2 separate regions of the Sus scrofa genome follow, and region 2 is linked to region 1. The links are chromatin contacts, called in public Hi-C maps. All regions are on one chromosome and are shown on one strand. The core of a region is the stretch at or near the end of the contact, and the rest is flanking DNA. Distances in the headings are between cores, read along the strand shown. Region 1 holds the start of SERPINB1 (leukocyte elastase inhibitor). Region 2 holds the start of LOC106504299 (a long non-coding RNA gene).

Region 1 (7,714 bases), core at 3,465-5,964:
GCCGCTCTGTGGCCATGATACAGTCACAGGTCGGAAAAGCAGCCTGAAGGGACTCAGCCCCCGCCCCCCCCCCGCCCACACCCTGGCCCCAATTTCCTAGAGAAGGGGGTGGCAAATTATTTATGACCACAGTCTCTTGTAAATATTGACTTGCAAAATTTTCATCCCTTTTATTTTATATTCAATATTAGTTTTAAGGGTTTTTGCTTTGTTTTGTTTTTGGCCATGCCTGCAGCATGCGGAAGTTCCCCGGGATCAAACCCGGCCTCAGCAGTGACATCGCTGAATTCTTAACCTGCTGAACCCCTAGTTTAAATTTTTTTTTTTTTTTTTTTTTTTTGGTCTTTCTAGGGCCGCTCCCGCGGCATATGGAGGTTCCCAGGCTAGGGGTCTGATCGGAGCTGTAGCTGCCGGCCTACACCAGTCACAGCAATGCCAGATCCAAGCCTCGTCTGCGACCTATACCACAGCTCACGGCAACGCCGGATCCTTAACCCATTGAGCAAAGCCAGGGATGGAACCCGCAACCTCATGGCTCCCAGTTGGATTCGTTAACTACTGAGCCACAACAGGAACTCCCCTAGTTTTAATTTTTAAATGTAGTTTGGGGAACTTATGGGGAGAAAACATTGAGCCTCTTCAGATAAAGCATGTTTGCATTTCCGCTTTGAGGAATTTCTACATTTGAAACCTGTCTGGGAGTTCCCGTCGTGGTGCAGTGGTTAAGGAATCCGACTAGGAACCATGAGGTTGCCGGTTTGATCCCTGGCCTCGCTCAGTGGGTTAAAGATCCAGCGTTGCCGTGAGCTGTGGTGTAGGTTACAGATGCGGCTCGGATCCTGAGTTGCTGTGGCTGTGGTGTAGGCCGGTAGCTACAGCTCTGATTAGACCCCTAGCCTGGGAGCCTCCAGATGCTGCTGCAGGAACGGCCCTAGAAAAGACAAAAAAATAAAAATAAAAAAGCTGTCTGGTCCTGGGTAGGACCGAGGTGCAGGGTCAGGCTGCAGGGTGGGGAGGGCAGAGGAGAGGGGGGCCCGCAGGGGGGCGGCGGGAGGAGGGAGGCGAGGCCCGGCGTGGATGACCGGCCGCCCTCGCTCACCTTCCGTCTGCTCTTTGACCCACTCGTTTATCGCCTTCCGGGCCTCTTCCGAGGCCCGCAGGAAGTCCACGCTGGCCAGTTCAGCCCCGTAGGTTTTCTGAGTTGAAGCTAAGAATTCCTGTGTGAGACAAAACACTTGTTGTGAATAACTCCTCCTACATGCAAAAAGGGTTTTCTAGAATCCTTAAAAGCAACAGAAATTATCCCCAAAGGCATGTTTCATGTCACCAGAAAATTCCAACGCTTCTACTTTGTTTTATGACAGTGAAAGCGGTGGAACATCCAACTGGCAGTCTCCACCACTTGCAAGCGTGCGGTTCAGGAGCTGCGGCGCCGCCTAAAATGTACCAATTCATTTCGAGCCTTTGACCAAGGTGCTCACAAACAGGCAGATCCTGAGTGTGCTTGGAGGTGAGTTACACGTCTCACTCTTGCTTCAGTAGAACAGCCAAGGTCCGTCTTTTCCCCGTGGAGGCTGAAAGTGAAACCGCACCCTGAATGGGAATCCTCTCCGTCCTGTTTTCATTCGGGATCACGTTTTTCTGAAGGCTTTTACAGAAATCAAAACTGGCCTCTGGGACGGGATCATGCTGGGAAAAAACCGGCATTGCCTGGTGAGGTTTAGAGCCTGAAGACAAAGTACTTACGGGGAGGAAGTGATAGGTTTTTTCGCCAAACAACCTATTAGCGAGTTTCAGGATATAGGAGGCTCCACACTTGTTGATATCCGCATTCAGACTCTGAAATCGTGAATGAATGTCCTTGACAGTGTCGAAATGGAGAGCCTAAAATAAAGAAAACATTATCTCTGTAGCCATTTATTGTGAATTTAAAAATTGCTTCCTTGTCATGTGCTCCCATCAAATTAAATTCACATGTTTTATTGCCAGTTGGTGGCCCAAGACTAATACTTCAGTCTTTTTTTTTTTTTTTTTTTTTTTGGTCTTTTTGCCATTTCTTGGGCCGCTCCTGTGGCATATGGAGGTTCCCAGGCTAGGGGTCGAATCAGAGCTGTAGCTGCCAGCCTACGCCAGAGCCACAGCAACGCGGGATCCGAGCCGTGTCTGCAACCTACACCACAGCTCACGGCAACGCCGGAACCTTAACCCACTGAGCAAGGGCAGGACCGAACCCGCAACCTCATGGTTCCTAGTCGGATTCGTTAACCACTGCGCCACGATGGGAACTCCCTTTAGTCATTTTTCATTGGAGAACAAGTAACAGAAAATCCAAAACGTGTAGCTTTGTGAAACAGGCTACTTACATTAGAAACTTTTTATATCACTTCTTTCTTATAATGATTGTTCCACACATATGAGTGGTTAATAAAATATTTATACAAATCTGCTTTTTCCCCAAAAAAACATAAATGGTAAGTTCATATGCATATTCTGTATCAAATATAATTTTATTGAAGGTCTCAGAAATAGTACAAATAAGATTTATCAGCTATACACAAAGATATTACAGATTAAGGGTTTTTTTTTTTAATTGCACTATTAACATCAGCAACTCACTCATTTAAAAATAACTTCTTCAAACTTAACTTGGAAAAGTTTAATTCCCCATGCCTCAGCTACATCAAGAGTCCTTCATGGTTTTGTGAGGCCTGGCACAGTTCCCGCTGTGGCACAGTGGGTTAAGACTCCCACTGCAGCGGCTCAGGTCCCTGGGGAAGCTCAGGACAGTCCTGGCCAGGTGCAGTGGGTTCACGGATCAGACGCTTCTGCAGCTGCAGCTGCAGCTCAGATACAGTCCCTGGCCCAGGAAATTCCATAGGTGTGACCATAAAAAACAAACCAACACAGGAGTTCCCGACTAGGAACCATGAGGTTGCAGGTTCAATCCCTGGCCTTGCTCAATGGGTTAAGGATCCGGCGTTGCCGTGAGAGGTGGTGTAGGTTGCAGACAAGGCTCAGATCCCGCATTGCTGTGGCTGTGGTGTAGGCTGGCGGCTACAGCTCCGATTCAACCCCTAGCCTGGGAACCTCCATATGCCACAGGAGCAGCCCTAGAAAAGGCAAAAAGACAAAAAAAGAAAAAAGAAACCCAACACAAAAACACAAAACAGCACCTGGCAGGTGGTGGGTGCTCGGAAAAGACCGGATCGGTAAATGACAGCCTGCATCTGAGTGTATCGTCCCTGGGGCTTTTCCTAAAGTCTGGCCTCATGAAATGTAATGTATCACACAATGCACAACGCTGAGCACAGAAGCCCAGTTCCACAAACGCGCTGCCCGAGCTCAAAAGCACGGCTTTCCGGTTCAGCCTGTGGTAGGACTCAGCAGTGGCACTGGGCTATCGCTGCTGGTTTTGCTGACCTTGGACATCTGGGCCTCCGTGTTGCCTCTGGTCCCCAGAAGGATCATGGCCAGTGCTGACGAAATGCTGAAGGGGGAGATGAAGATGTTCCCAGCAGGATTGCTCTCATTCAGGGCGCGGAACAGGTCCAAGGCGAAGCGGGTGTTGGCCGCGCTCAGCTGCTCCATGGCGAAGCTGCAGCACAGAAGAGCCCAGAGCTGCTGGCTGCCACACCCGCGCCAGCAGTGTCACTTCCCCACCTCCTCCTCAGCCTGGCCAGCCACCCTGAGACACCCGGGGCTTCTGCTCTCTTCTTGTCCCAGGAGGGCAAAAACCCTCCACGTGCCCCAAAGTGCAAGGTGGGGGCGGCCGGCCAAGGATTCGGCAGTGACACGGGGTCAAGACCTGTGGCCTCAAGGGCCCAGGTGCCTGGGAGGGCTCCCCTGCGACATGGGGGGGGCACATACCTCCCACCCTTCCCTTCAAGCCTCTGATTCACTTGAGCCATGAATCCATTGCCCACATTTATCTGAAAGAGGCTGTTGCTATTAGAAAATCATAGCTGCCTGCTGCTCTTTAAAGCACATTCCAGCAAAGGAGGAACAATGGCCCTCATTTTGAGATTCACTTGCTAATGTTTGAGGGGTTACAGGCTGCGAGAGTTGAAAACCCAACCCAGGCCCCAAGTTAGGCTGGGCGGCGGGGCAAGCAGAAGGTGACAGGTGTCCTGTCACAGCCGCAGGCAGCTGGGACCCCGCAGCTGAAGCCCTGCCCTTGGTCTCCGCTCGGCCAGCCTGACCCAACTTCCCCACCTGAGCTCTGCGCTCAGAGCCCAGTTTCCCCCGAATACACGGGGGAGACGCTCAGCGTGTAGGTAATAGGATGAATTACTGCTGTTGCTGAGGAACATCCGGGATCGCACTGGCCTCCCTGCCCCACCTCGAGCCAAGAAAGGAGAAGCGGGCTGCGTGAAAACTGCCACAAAAAAACTCCGGGAAGTAGGGAGAGAAAACTCCAGTTTCGGTTCCGCCTTCGGGCCGCCAGGGAGCGACCTTCGTCCCTGCAGGCCGCCCGGCCTTGGGCCCCGGTTGCGGCGCGGGAGCCCCGGGCCGGAGTGGCCACGGGGCCGGGGGCCCCGCGGGCGCTCTCGGATCGACCGCGCCGACCTCCCCGCCCGCCCCACCTCCCGCGCCGCCCGCGGGCCTTACCGCAGCTCAGCCGCCCGGGCGGGATGCGAGGTGCTGGAGAGCGCGGCGCGCGGACTTTATAGCGGCAGGAGGGAGGGCGTGGCCCCTGCGGGTGGGCGGGGCGGCCCCGCCCGGGGGCTTCCTTCCCAGCAGTCCCGCTGGGCTGGGCTGGGCTGGGCACACGGCTCTGGCACATCGCGCTGGGCGTCTCGGGCTGGGCAGGCCTCCACGCAGCGCTCTCAGGGGATCAGCACTTCTCTGAGTTCCAGGCAAACTCAGATCTCTGCCAATGCTCTGATGGGCCATTTCTTACCAAGGTGTGAATGACAGAGGTGGCATAATGTGTCACCACTTAGAGGAATCTTTTGAATCTTATCTATGCACTCCAAACGCTCGGATTATTGGGGGGAGGTGATAAAACAGAATCAGTTCTGGAGTTCCCGTCATGGCTCTGTGGTTGACGAATCCGACTAGGAACCATGAGGTTTCGGGTTCGATCCCCGCCCTTGTTCAGTGGGTTGAGGATCCGGCGTTGCTGTGAGCTGTGGTGCAGGTTGCAGACACAGCTCGGATCCCGCATTGCTGTGGCTCTGGCGTAGGCTGGCAGCTACAGCTCCGATTAGACCCCTAGCCTGGGAACCTCCCTATGCCGCGGGTGCGGCCCTAGAAAAAGCAAAAAGACAAAAACCACAGAAAGCAGACTCAGTTCCAAACCACATCCTTGATGTCACTGTCTCTCAGGTACCAAGCTCAGCCCGGAACTCCCCTGGCAAGTGACGACTTTGCCAGGCTGGGTCAGTGTGCACACCACACACCACGACAACACCGTCTCCATGAATAAAGGATTTCTTACCCATTATACGAAAACATAAGCTGTCCAGCGTAATGTTAAAATGCTAAAACTAGAATGACTGTAGTTGAATAATGAAAGCAGTAACTTTCTGTGAAGTTTCTTGTTTATTTGTTTGTCCTTTAAATGCCTGGGTGTGTAATTTCACCAAAATGTATAGTACTTGAGGGTATGAAACGATTCTGCCATCTTGACACTTCTTCCCTGCTTTCATACAAATCTCAACATGCAAGGGGGACGAAGGAAAAATCCTATTTTTTAGTTAGTATGGATAATATAGTGTAAATGGGTTTGTGGTTTTTTTGACTCCGAGACTTTGTTTATAAGAAAAGGAGCAGAGAAGATTAGTAATGACAGATAAACATACTCTCCATAGTTTTTAAAAAAGCAGCAAGAAGGTAACAGCTAAGAGTGTAGGGTGTCTTACAACTGGTTGGAATAAAGAAACCGACGTCTGCTGAAAACCAGCTGCAGTCATGTTGAGTGGTTTGATAAAGTCGGTCACCTGCCCATCATTTCTTGCAGAACTAGAGCCCCCTCGTCCGCTTCTAGCAAGAGGCGGCTGTGAGGACGTTAAGAGGCTGCGCCGAAGAGTCGTTAAAATCCGAGACACAAAAAACGGAGGAAAAATGGGTTCTAAATTTTCTTTTCTTCCCCTGACATTCTGTATGTGCTCCCGTGGAGTTAGTAAAATCTGGGTCAAATATGAAATGAAACCACTTCCTAAGTCAATACATATCCCATATAAGGTTCAGACAGAATGGACATCACACACCTGTCATCAGTCCGTCCATGTCCTGTGTAAGGCAGAGGCAGGGGGCTTGGGGCCTCGTGCTCGGGGCCTCCATGGAATGGACCCCTGCCCGAGGTCACACAGAGTCTCGGACACGCGTGATGGTACCCGCGGTTCGGTGCAGTGTTTGGTGTGTCTGCTCGGCTCGCAGGCATCATACCCTGGCTAGATCAGTGACCTCGCCCCGCGACAGACCCAACAGACCCGGGACAGAACGCCGTGAGGCCGGGGCCCCGGGGGGCAGGCACAAGCTCGCTCATCACAGCGGGACATGCATCAGCCCCCAGCAGACGATGGAGAAATCGGACCACAGAACAGCAGGGGAAACGCACAGACCGCAGCGGGCATCTCCCGAGCACACTGCAGAGGAAGGACGGGCACGCAGGGTGTGGACCGGAGGTTCTGGTGACACAGAGGTTGGAAACAGGCCGGAGCAAGCTGTGGTCCAGCGGTCAGGAGGGAAGGGACGCTTCCTGGACCAAGGGGGGTTGCACAGACTGCATCTTCCTCTTTTCTGTTTTCTTGACGCTCTGGCATCTGGGCCCAGTTCCCAGAGACGGAGAATGACTCTCCCGCAAGGGTTCCTTTGACACACAAACCCACCAGCTAATGGGCATTCTCAACCCGCTCCTTCATCACACCCACCCCAGCACCTCCACCAGGCAACTGGAACCCGGCGGAGAGCCCCAGCCCAGGGACAGGCCCCAACTCTCCAGTCCTAAGTTTCCCTGTGCACCTGCCCTGCCCTCCTCCATGACCTGCAAGAACCCCAGGAGAGGCTCTGGGCCGCCACCTCTGCCCTTTCCTCCCACTGCTGGCCCAGCTGGGCACTTCCCAGCTCCCACAGGACGTCGCGTGGCATCGCGTGCCTCCTATATCCACGGCCACGGCGGCCTGATTAGAACTAGTCCTGTGTTCGTTTTAACACATGGGTTGTGGGTGGGACGGCACGGTGGGGGAGGGGACATCTGCGGGGCTGAAAACCTGTCATTTCTGGACATGATTTTGTGCTAACGCATTCCCGCGTGCCGGAAGGGGGATGAGGCCGGTCCTGAGGGCCTGGCCAGCCTTGGCAGGGCGGCCTGAGGACGTGAGGACCAGCCCTGTCCTCTGAGCGTCCACCGGGGCTGCGAGTTCTAGGCAGTGGTAGCCAACATTTTACAGTTCTCTTGATTTTGTTCAGAAGTTTCTAGTTGGATGAAACAAGGTGAAGGTGGGACAAGCTTGCCACGCGCTTACCGTGTTCACTGAGCACGCGAACGAATCTGGCGTTCTTATGAGAGTCGGAAGACCCAGACCCGTCTTAAAAAACTGCCAGCCCGAGTCAGAGTCACCTGAAACACCAAGTCACCACGTGACAAGCCGAGCGCCCCCGCTCTTCGCTCCAGAGTGAAACAGACTTTCTAGAAAAGGAACTGGGAAAAGTGAAGCTCAGATGCTCTGAACAAGGTGAACTGATGAGAAGAAGGTGTTATCAGGACACA
Region 2 (7,714 bases), core at 3,656-6,155, 87 kb after region 1:
CGAAACTTTATGGGGGGGGGTAAGTGCCAAATTCATCTAGCACGCAAACCCCAAGTATGATTAAAATTTCCCCCACGTTCTCAGCCCTAAAGACATCAAGTCTTGTCATCTTTTGCCTGCGGCGAGTTTAACTAAAAAACAGACTTAACAGGATCTGAAATGGTCCTCACGATTGTCTCTGCAGGCCTGAGTGGCCACGGACGCTCCCGAACGCAGGCCACACCGCAGGGCAGGAGACCGCTGGGCAGCGAGGTCCGCCGGGACATCGACCGGCGGCTTCTCTCCCGCTTCCAGCCCCACCCACCCGGCTCCCAACGCCCGGCGCCCTGCGACGCGCCCGCGGGCTCTCCCGGGGCCGCGGCCGGCCGTGGTCACCTGTGCGCGCGGGGCCGGACGCAGCGTCCCGGGAGGCTGGGCGCCGCCCCCGTGCGTCGCGGGCAGGTCCGAGGGTCCTGGCGCCCCGGGCGGCGGCGGCCGCAACACTCACCGCGCCGCCGATACGAAAGGGAACCCCAGCGGGACGCGCGCCCCCGCCAGGCCGCTCGGCCCGCCTCCCCGCCCCGCCCGCAGGCGCGACCTCGCGGCCGGACGACCCACACACGTACCCGAGCGCGACCGGAGCGTGCGGGGCGGCGGTGAGGCGATCGCGGCGTCCGGGGCCTCAAATACCGCGGCCGGCAGGGGCGGGGCCGGGGCGGGGCCGAGGGGGCGGGGCTGGGCGGCCGAGGGGGCGGGGCGGGCCGGCCCTGGCCGGGCAGGGCCGAGTGGAGTTGGCGACAGGTGCGCCACTGTGTCCTTTCCGTCCCCAGTGCGGTGTCGCCTCCTTGGGGCCACTACGGGCGCGGATGGAGCGAATGCCTTATCCTCCTAGAAATGGAATTGCTAGGAATACTACAGATATATTTTTGTTAGTTGTCAAATTCCTCTCCTTCGGGATTGTCATTTTGTCCTCTCACCAGCTATGTCCAAGAGCTTCTTCATACCCTTGCCGGCAGTGATGCCTGGAAACCTTTGGATTTTTACCCATCTGATAGGTGAGAAATACTGTCTCAGGGAATTAACATTTACTTTATCATAAGTGAGGCTGAAAAATACATAAGCCATTACCTCTGTTTTACACCCCCACCCCCCCACCCCTGTGAACTGTTCATGACTTTTTGTTCATTTTTAAAATTAGTTTGTTTGTTTTTGTTTTTTAGGACCGCACCTGCGGCATATGTAGGTTCGCAGGCTAGGGGTGGAATTGGAGCTACAGCTGTCGGCCGGCATCACAGCCACAGCAACACTGGGTCTGAGCCACGTATGCGACCTACGCCACAGCTCCTGGCCACGCCGCCGGATCCCCCACCAGCTGAGCGAGGCGACGGATAGAACCCACATCCTCTTGCATGTTAGTCGGATTCATTTAGGCTGCGCCCCAATGGGAACTTCCTTCTCCTTGGTTCTTTTTGTTTGTTTCTTCTAGGGCCGCTCCCGCGGCTTGTGGAGTTTCCCAGGCTAGGGGTCGAATCAGAGCTGTAGCCGCCAGCCTACACCACAGCCACAGCAACGCGGGATCCGAGCCGCGTCTGCAGCCTACACCACATGTCACGGCAATGCCGGGTCCTTAACCCACGGAGCAAGGGCAGGGACCGAACCTGCAACCTCATGGTTCCTAGTCGGATTCCTTAACCACTGCACCACGACGGGAACTCCCTTTTCCTTGGTTCTTACCTGCTCTTTATGTATTAGCATGATTAGTCTTCGTAGCACAAGTCACAAATATTTTTACCCAGCCTCTCAGCTGTCTTCTGATAGTGCTTCTGATGATTTTGGCATATATTTTTTATTGCAGTCTAATTTGATTATTTTTCCTTTACGGCGTATAGATTTTTGGATCATAGTTAGGAAGTCTTTCTCCCGATTGTGCAGTTCACCAGGGTTTTCTTCCACTAGTTATGTGGTTTTTTGGAGTTTGGGTTTTGTTTTTGTTTTGTTTTGTTTTTTACTACAGCTGATCCATTTAGGGTTTGTCCTGGTGTATAGGAAATGTAGATCCAATTTTAATTCTTTCAGATGCCTTTCCAGTTGTTCCAACTCCTTTTTTTTAAAAAAATCCGTATTTTTACTGATAATTTGACAGGCCACTTTATTATATACCAAACAGCTGCAGGCACTCTGGCCTGCTTCAGCTGGTCAGTCACTCTAAAATATAGAGCTTTCCTGATGCAGGTACGCCTGGGACAGCGCGTACCCTTCATTGCTCCTTTGTTTCAGGGTTTTCCTGACTGTCCTTGCTTCTTTTATTTTCCCATAAAAACTAAAAAGTCAACTTGTCTGACTCTCCAAAAAAAAAGTACTCACATATTTGTTAGAACCATACTGAATTTAGCTTGTGTTGAGTTCATATTGCACTGATTTAGTTGTGCTGTCTGAAGGGGAGCAGAATATGCCACCCGAGAATGTGCCCCTTTGGCATGTGGGTTATTGTGAGCAGAAGGCAATCAAGACCTGGCAGACTCAGGAAAACTTTGACCTCCCCTTTATTTGCCTAAAAGATATTGACTAAAAGATGCAGGGACCTGGCCTAGAAAGAGAGCCGTTTATTACCGGAGATAACTTTGTACCTGAAAGACTTACCTGCAGGGCAGGGCAAACCAAAGGTCTGCTCTCCTACGTCCTTGGGATGGCCCTCCCCCCGTGAGAAGCCCCGGCCCCACCCCATTCCTCCGCTCAGGGTGACACAGGAGCCTCGATGGCCCGATCGCCTTTGGGTCTTACAGCTTCAGGGGACTCCCACACATAGGAATCTAAATGTGTTTTTCTCCTGTTAATCCGTCTAAAGCCAATTCAACTGTTAGACCAGCCCAAGAACCTGGAGAGGTCGAAGGACTTCTTAATCCTCTCCCCAGCCAAGAACCTGCAGGATCTTTCTGTTCGCACAAATAGGTTTTTTCTCTTTTTCAGGAGTACTTTAAAAGTTTTCTTCAGGGAAGGTTTGCCCCTCTCTTGTTGAATGTATTCCTGGTTATTTCATCTTTCCGTCGATATTGCGAGCAAGCACTTTTCTTCCCTTGTGTTTTCCTACCGGCTTCTCCTTGTCTGTCAGAAGATTGTTTTTATGTGGTAACTTTTAACCTAGTGCCCTTATGAATTTTCTTACTGTTTGTATTAGGGTTTTTTTCCCCATTGATTCTTTTGAGTCCCTGAGTCCTACAGCTATATTTTATCACCTGCAAATAGAGATTGTTGTATTTCTTCCCCCAGTTTTCATGTCTCTGATCATTTTCTCTTGTTCGATTGCATCACCTCCAATAGGGTAAATTTCTTATCCTACCTACCTTTTAGTACTTTAATATCTCCAAAATAAAAAGGTGCGCCCAGGAAGCCAGCCTGGTTCCGCAAAAGAACAGGTCATTCCTAACCTCATTTGCTTTTTCTCAAGCTAGGGTCGCTTGGCAGGGAGACCTAGGCGGGGGTTCTCTCGGCCAGTATTCGCTGCCATCTTGCCTGGATTCAAACTGGGTGGGAGAACTGTTTTCCAAATTACGTAGGCTAATAAGTCTAGACTCAGCACCCTCCTTTCTAGAAAGATTTCTCTTAGCATAAAGTTGTTAAGCGTGTGTTTGTCACATTTTCGAAACTTAATACCCTAAGAGGCTTATAATGAAAAACAGAATCAAATCCCACATCAGACCCCAAAATCAGATATAGCAAAATAAATGGTATGAGTACACAGCTGAAACTACTCTGATCACAGTTCACGTGACAAAGGCCTGGGTTTCAACTGTCTCTAACTAAGCATGAAATACCAGCGTGATGTGGTATCACTGGAAATGCTTGCAGGATCCCCCCACCATTTAGCCACGGATTTACAGGTGGGAAGAGGTTACTGGCAGTCTTTGATAAAGACCCCTGGCAACCCGGTCTGCAGAGCCGCGTGGCTGAAGATCTAAGTGTTACCATTGCACCACTACTCAGAGCTCTTCTGTGTTTTATCCTCTCTTCCTCATTGCTGCTGTTCAGCCACTAGATATACTGGCATCAGCTCCCTGTTGGACAGTGCCACTCTCTCCAGACCACAGACCACAGCGAGGATGGAAAGGCCAGCGAGGTGAAGCGGTGAAACCCTGGGTCTCACCTGCACCTGGTTTCCTCCAGGCTTTGCAGTGTTGGGCCTTTCGCTCCCAGAATGACCTAGGGCAGTTGTTGTGGCAGCTGAGTTGGGGGGTGGTCATTGGTGAATGAAGAGTACCCCTGCCCACTGGCGGAAGGACACGTACAGCTGTTGCTCAGTAATACCAGGTGATTCATTCGAGTCCGATGTTTAGAAAACTCACTTCAGATACAGCAATGATGTCAACAAAAGTGACTCCAGAGGATGCCTTTTCTGTCCAGTCCTGCTAACTGGCCCCTGACGCTAACCTGACAACATCTGGCCTCACTCAGCAAGAGAATGGCATTTTCTTGCCCCACATGACCCCAGATAAGGAGACTGGTTCCTTTGATTTCAGTGTCAGAGGAATTCAGCAGTCCATGCACAAGAAACAGAAACAGCGCCTTTTGGGTGTTGCTGGAACGGTCTGATGTTTCAGTAGGCAGCTTAAACCCGAGATGAACAAAGACTCTTGGCCGTGGTTCCACACGCAGTTCATCGGGTTTATGAATCTGAGATTGTTACAGGCAGATATTTTCTTTCGTAGTATTTTATTTTTGAAAATAGTCCTTTCAAATGTTGGAAATAATATATTGGTAAAAAACACACTCAAAAGGCACATTGCAACCCATATCCAACCCATGTGACGCAAGTCAGTTTTGATGATGGAGCACAGGCAGCATCTCACCCGGAACCAGCGTGAAAGGCAGCAGCCACACAGCTCACCGAGCACGTGTCTTCTGTCCTGCTGACATTGCAGCTCCAGCACAACAGCGGGAAGGGCTGCTCTCCTAATGCCAGCCCCTCTCTGTGACGTCTGGGCCGTGAACGTAGCTGCACTCTGTGCATTTTTCAGTGTTGTATGGCCCGACTGGCTCACAGCATCGGAAGACTATTTCTGCCTCATGCCCATGGCAGCGATGGACTTGGATTGATTTAGCCACGTTTACTTGTAAAACATCAGATCACAGTGTACGAGCTGCCAAAGGCTACTTCTAAATCAGCAACCAGGAAATTAGATGAGTAACAGAACTTTATCCTAATGGGTTAAACTGTCCGGGAATACGTCAGCTGCTTACTAACTCAAGCTAATTAAGCGAGTGTTTATCACAGTCTGTAGTGTGACGCTCCGAGACTGGTCCTGGGCTTGGATGCAGGACCCGAAATGAGTTCCGGGGCAACGATCCACATCTGTTTGGTTTCCTTGGAGACAGTGAACATGGCAGTGTTTCCTGCAAACAGCAGAAGTTGTCCAGATGACGTGGCACCTTCCCTGTGAGCAAGCTGCAGGACCTCAGCGCTTCATACCGGATGGCCCAACAGTTCTTCCAAAGAAACCGCAGCAGCCACTCCCAGGGATTCACTTGAGAGTCACGTCCGGGTCGTGGGTCCCTTTGGAAAGATCAGGCGAGCAGCAGCCCACAGGTTAGGAGTCTAGGAACAGAGAGTTGGACCCTGCTGAGGCCAAAATGCATGTAACCTTGCCTTGGGCCAGTGACAGGCCACCCAAGAAGCCAGTTGAAAGTAAGACTCTGCCCAATGTGGGCAGAATGATGAGCCTGCAGGTGGTGGGTGGATACAGGGCCACATACCCTTCCTGGGAAGGGGGGGGAACACCCTTTTTTCCCTCCGGGGAGGAAGGTCTGAGCTCTGCATTATTTCTACCCCAGAAAATGCCAGTATTTAAGGAGCTGCTGACAGCTCCTCTTCTCGTCTCCTCGGCTACGTGTGCACAGCCAAGGGGCGGACCCCGGGTTTCTCCACGTCTTCTCTTTAAGGACAGCGTAGGAGGGACCCTGAGCTCCCCCAGCTCTGAGGGAAGGACAGCCACACACCCACAGCCTTCAGTACGGACCTGACACGGACGTACCTCTCTCCTTCCCCGAGTTCTTGGGAAGCTCTGGCTTGGATTCGCTGCCTGCGTGACCTCGATGAAGATAATTCCCGAGGAGGGTGAAGGACGAAGAGATGCAACCAGGCGGTGCTCTCCTGCCCTACTTGACGCTTCCCTATCGCACTGTTTTGAAATGAGAAAGAGACTTTTTTTGTTTTCTTTTTATGGCTGCACCCGTGGCACATGGAGGTTCCCAGGCTAGGGGTCCAGTTGGAGCTGCAGCTACTGGCCTACACCACAGTCACAGCCACGCCAGATCCGAGCCGTGTCTGTGACCTACACCACAGCTCCTGGCAATGCCAGATCCTTAACCCCCTGAACGAGGCCAGGGATCCAACCCACATCTTCATGGATCCTAGTCAGGCTTGTTATTGCTGAGCCACAACAGGAACGTCCGACTTTCTTTTTTTTTTTTTTTAAACCAGAAACCACCTTTCACATTCAGATGCTTGGACTTTGTAAGCGTCTCTCATACCTTTGAAACCCCACTGGGTGGTAGAACCGGAAAACCCCAAACTTCGTGGAGCAGACATGTACTGTACTGAGAGGTGCGTCAGGTCACAGAGTTGTTGAGAAAACGGAGTAAAACACGGTCCTTCCTCTTCGAGCCGTTCAGGTGGATGCGAAGGAGACTGTGCCTCACCGTAGTGGGTGGCGGTTCTGCCAGGCACATACGCAGCGAGTTGGGAACAGGATGGAGCGGGCACCGTGGGGCTGGGATGAATTCAGGGACTGTGAGTTGAGTGGGGTCTTGAGGGAGGAGTCCAAGGTCCAGAAAGAGCCAAGTAGGCAGAGTCACTGCGTGTGAAAGGGCTCCTGGCTCTAAGCTGGGGGCGGCGGGGGTGTGGGCTGGAGCGGCTGGAGCAGGCAGGGTCGCGTTCACTGGGTCTGGCGGGGCAGGGCTGGAAAGAACCTTCAGGTGGTTCTGGGGAATTTGTGTTTTATCTATTGGGCACAAAAGGGGGAGCCATTCTAACTGGGTAAGTAACAGGATTCATTCAATCACTTCCTTCCCTCTTCCCCTTTTTCCCTTTCGAGTTAGAAAGTTGGCACTTAGGATGGATTGGCTGCAGAAGCGGGGCGGGGGTGGGGGGGACAGATAGGAGTTGGCTTCAGGGACTAGAGCACAGGCAGGTGCGCCTAAACCCAAGCAGTGGCAGCAGTGATGCTGGTGATGCCAGGAGCTAAGTAGGAGGCAGGGTATAGCGACCAGGGGGATTGGGGGACCAGGACAAGAAGGGAGTTCCAGGTAACCGTTAGTATACACGGTGGGATAATTAACCAAAAGGGAATACGGGGGGAGGGACGGTCAGGTCCTGGGGTCCAGTGAAGACGGGTCTGAGTCCGGAGGGGCTCGTGGGGCTGGTGAGACATTAGGTGACAATGTTTAGGAGACAGGTGTGAGATGTAGGTGCTGGGTGCTGGACGAGGGTGCACTGGCCTGGCCGCACCTGTTTGGGGTGGTCTGAGGACAGAAGCTAAGGCCACACCAACCGGCATTTGAAAAGAAGGAAAAGAAAAAAGCACCCAGCCAGGAAGACGGAGAAGAGGAAGAGCTGGACGACGGGCACCGAGGTCTGGGCCTCGGCTGCTGGCGCTGGAACAGGTGGGGGGTTAGAATTGAAAGAGGCCCCTTGTCACCCCCGATCCAGAGTTACCTCAGTGACAGTGGGACAGACACCAAG

The links. A called contact is a pair of places that touch in the nucleus more often than the background predicts.
Region 2: a Hi-C map of skeletal muscle shows a contact between it and region 1, with 9 times the contacts expected there. The contact joins the enhancer-like site here to the promoter of SERPINB1 in region 1. A contact is called at or near these places in 2 of 5 promoter capture datasets (fetal skeletal muscle and liver), 31 of 47 Hi-C or Micro-C datasets (adipose tissue, alveolar macrophages, blood and 15 more) and 2 of 2 datasets of contacts at active chromatin or transcription factors (alveolar macrophages and skeletal muscle).

The regions. Positions count from the first base shown.
Region 1 is chr7:1,688,599-1,696,312 of Sscrofa11.1, forward strand. SERPINB1 (leukocyte elastase inhibitor) reads right to left here and starts at 4,715. Exons shown (of 7, transcript XM_003482119.4): 1 at 4,609-4,715; 2 at 3,421-3,595; 3 at 1,747-1,884; 4 at 1,100-1,217. The coding sequence starts at 3,588.
Region 2 is chr7:1,775,451-1,783,164 of Sscrofa11.1, forward strand. It overlaps LOC106504299 (a long non-coding RNA gene), which reads right to left and starts at 694. Exons shown (of 7, transcript XR_002346227.1): 1 at 606-694. Within about 2 kb of position 4,906, at least 38 of the 83 cell types and tissues checked have an H3K27ac peak or open chromatin away from gene starts, as enhancers often do. A contact at or near this core is called in adipose tissue, fetal skeletal muscle, mesenteric adipose tissue and 4 more, where this site is marked.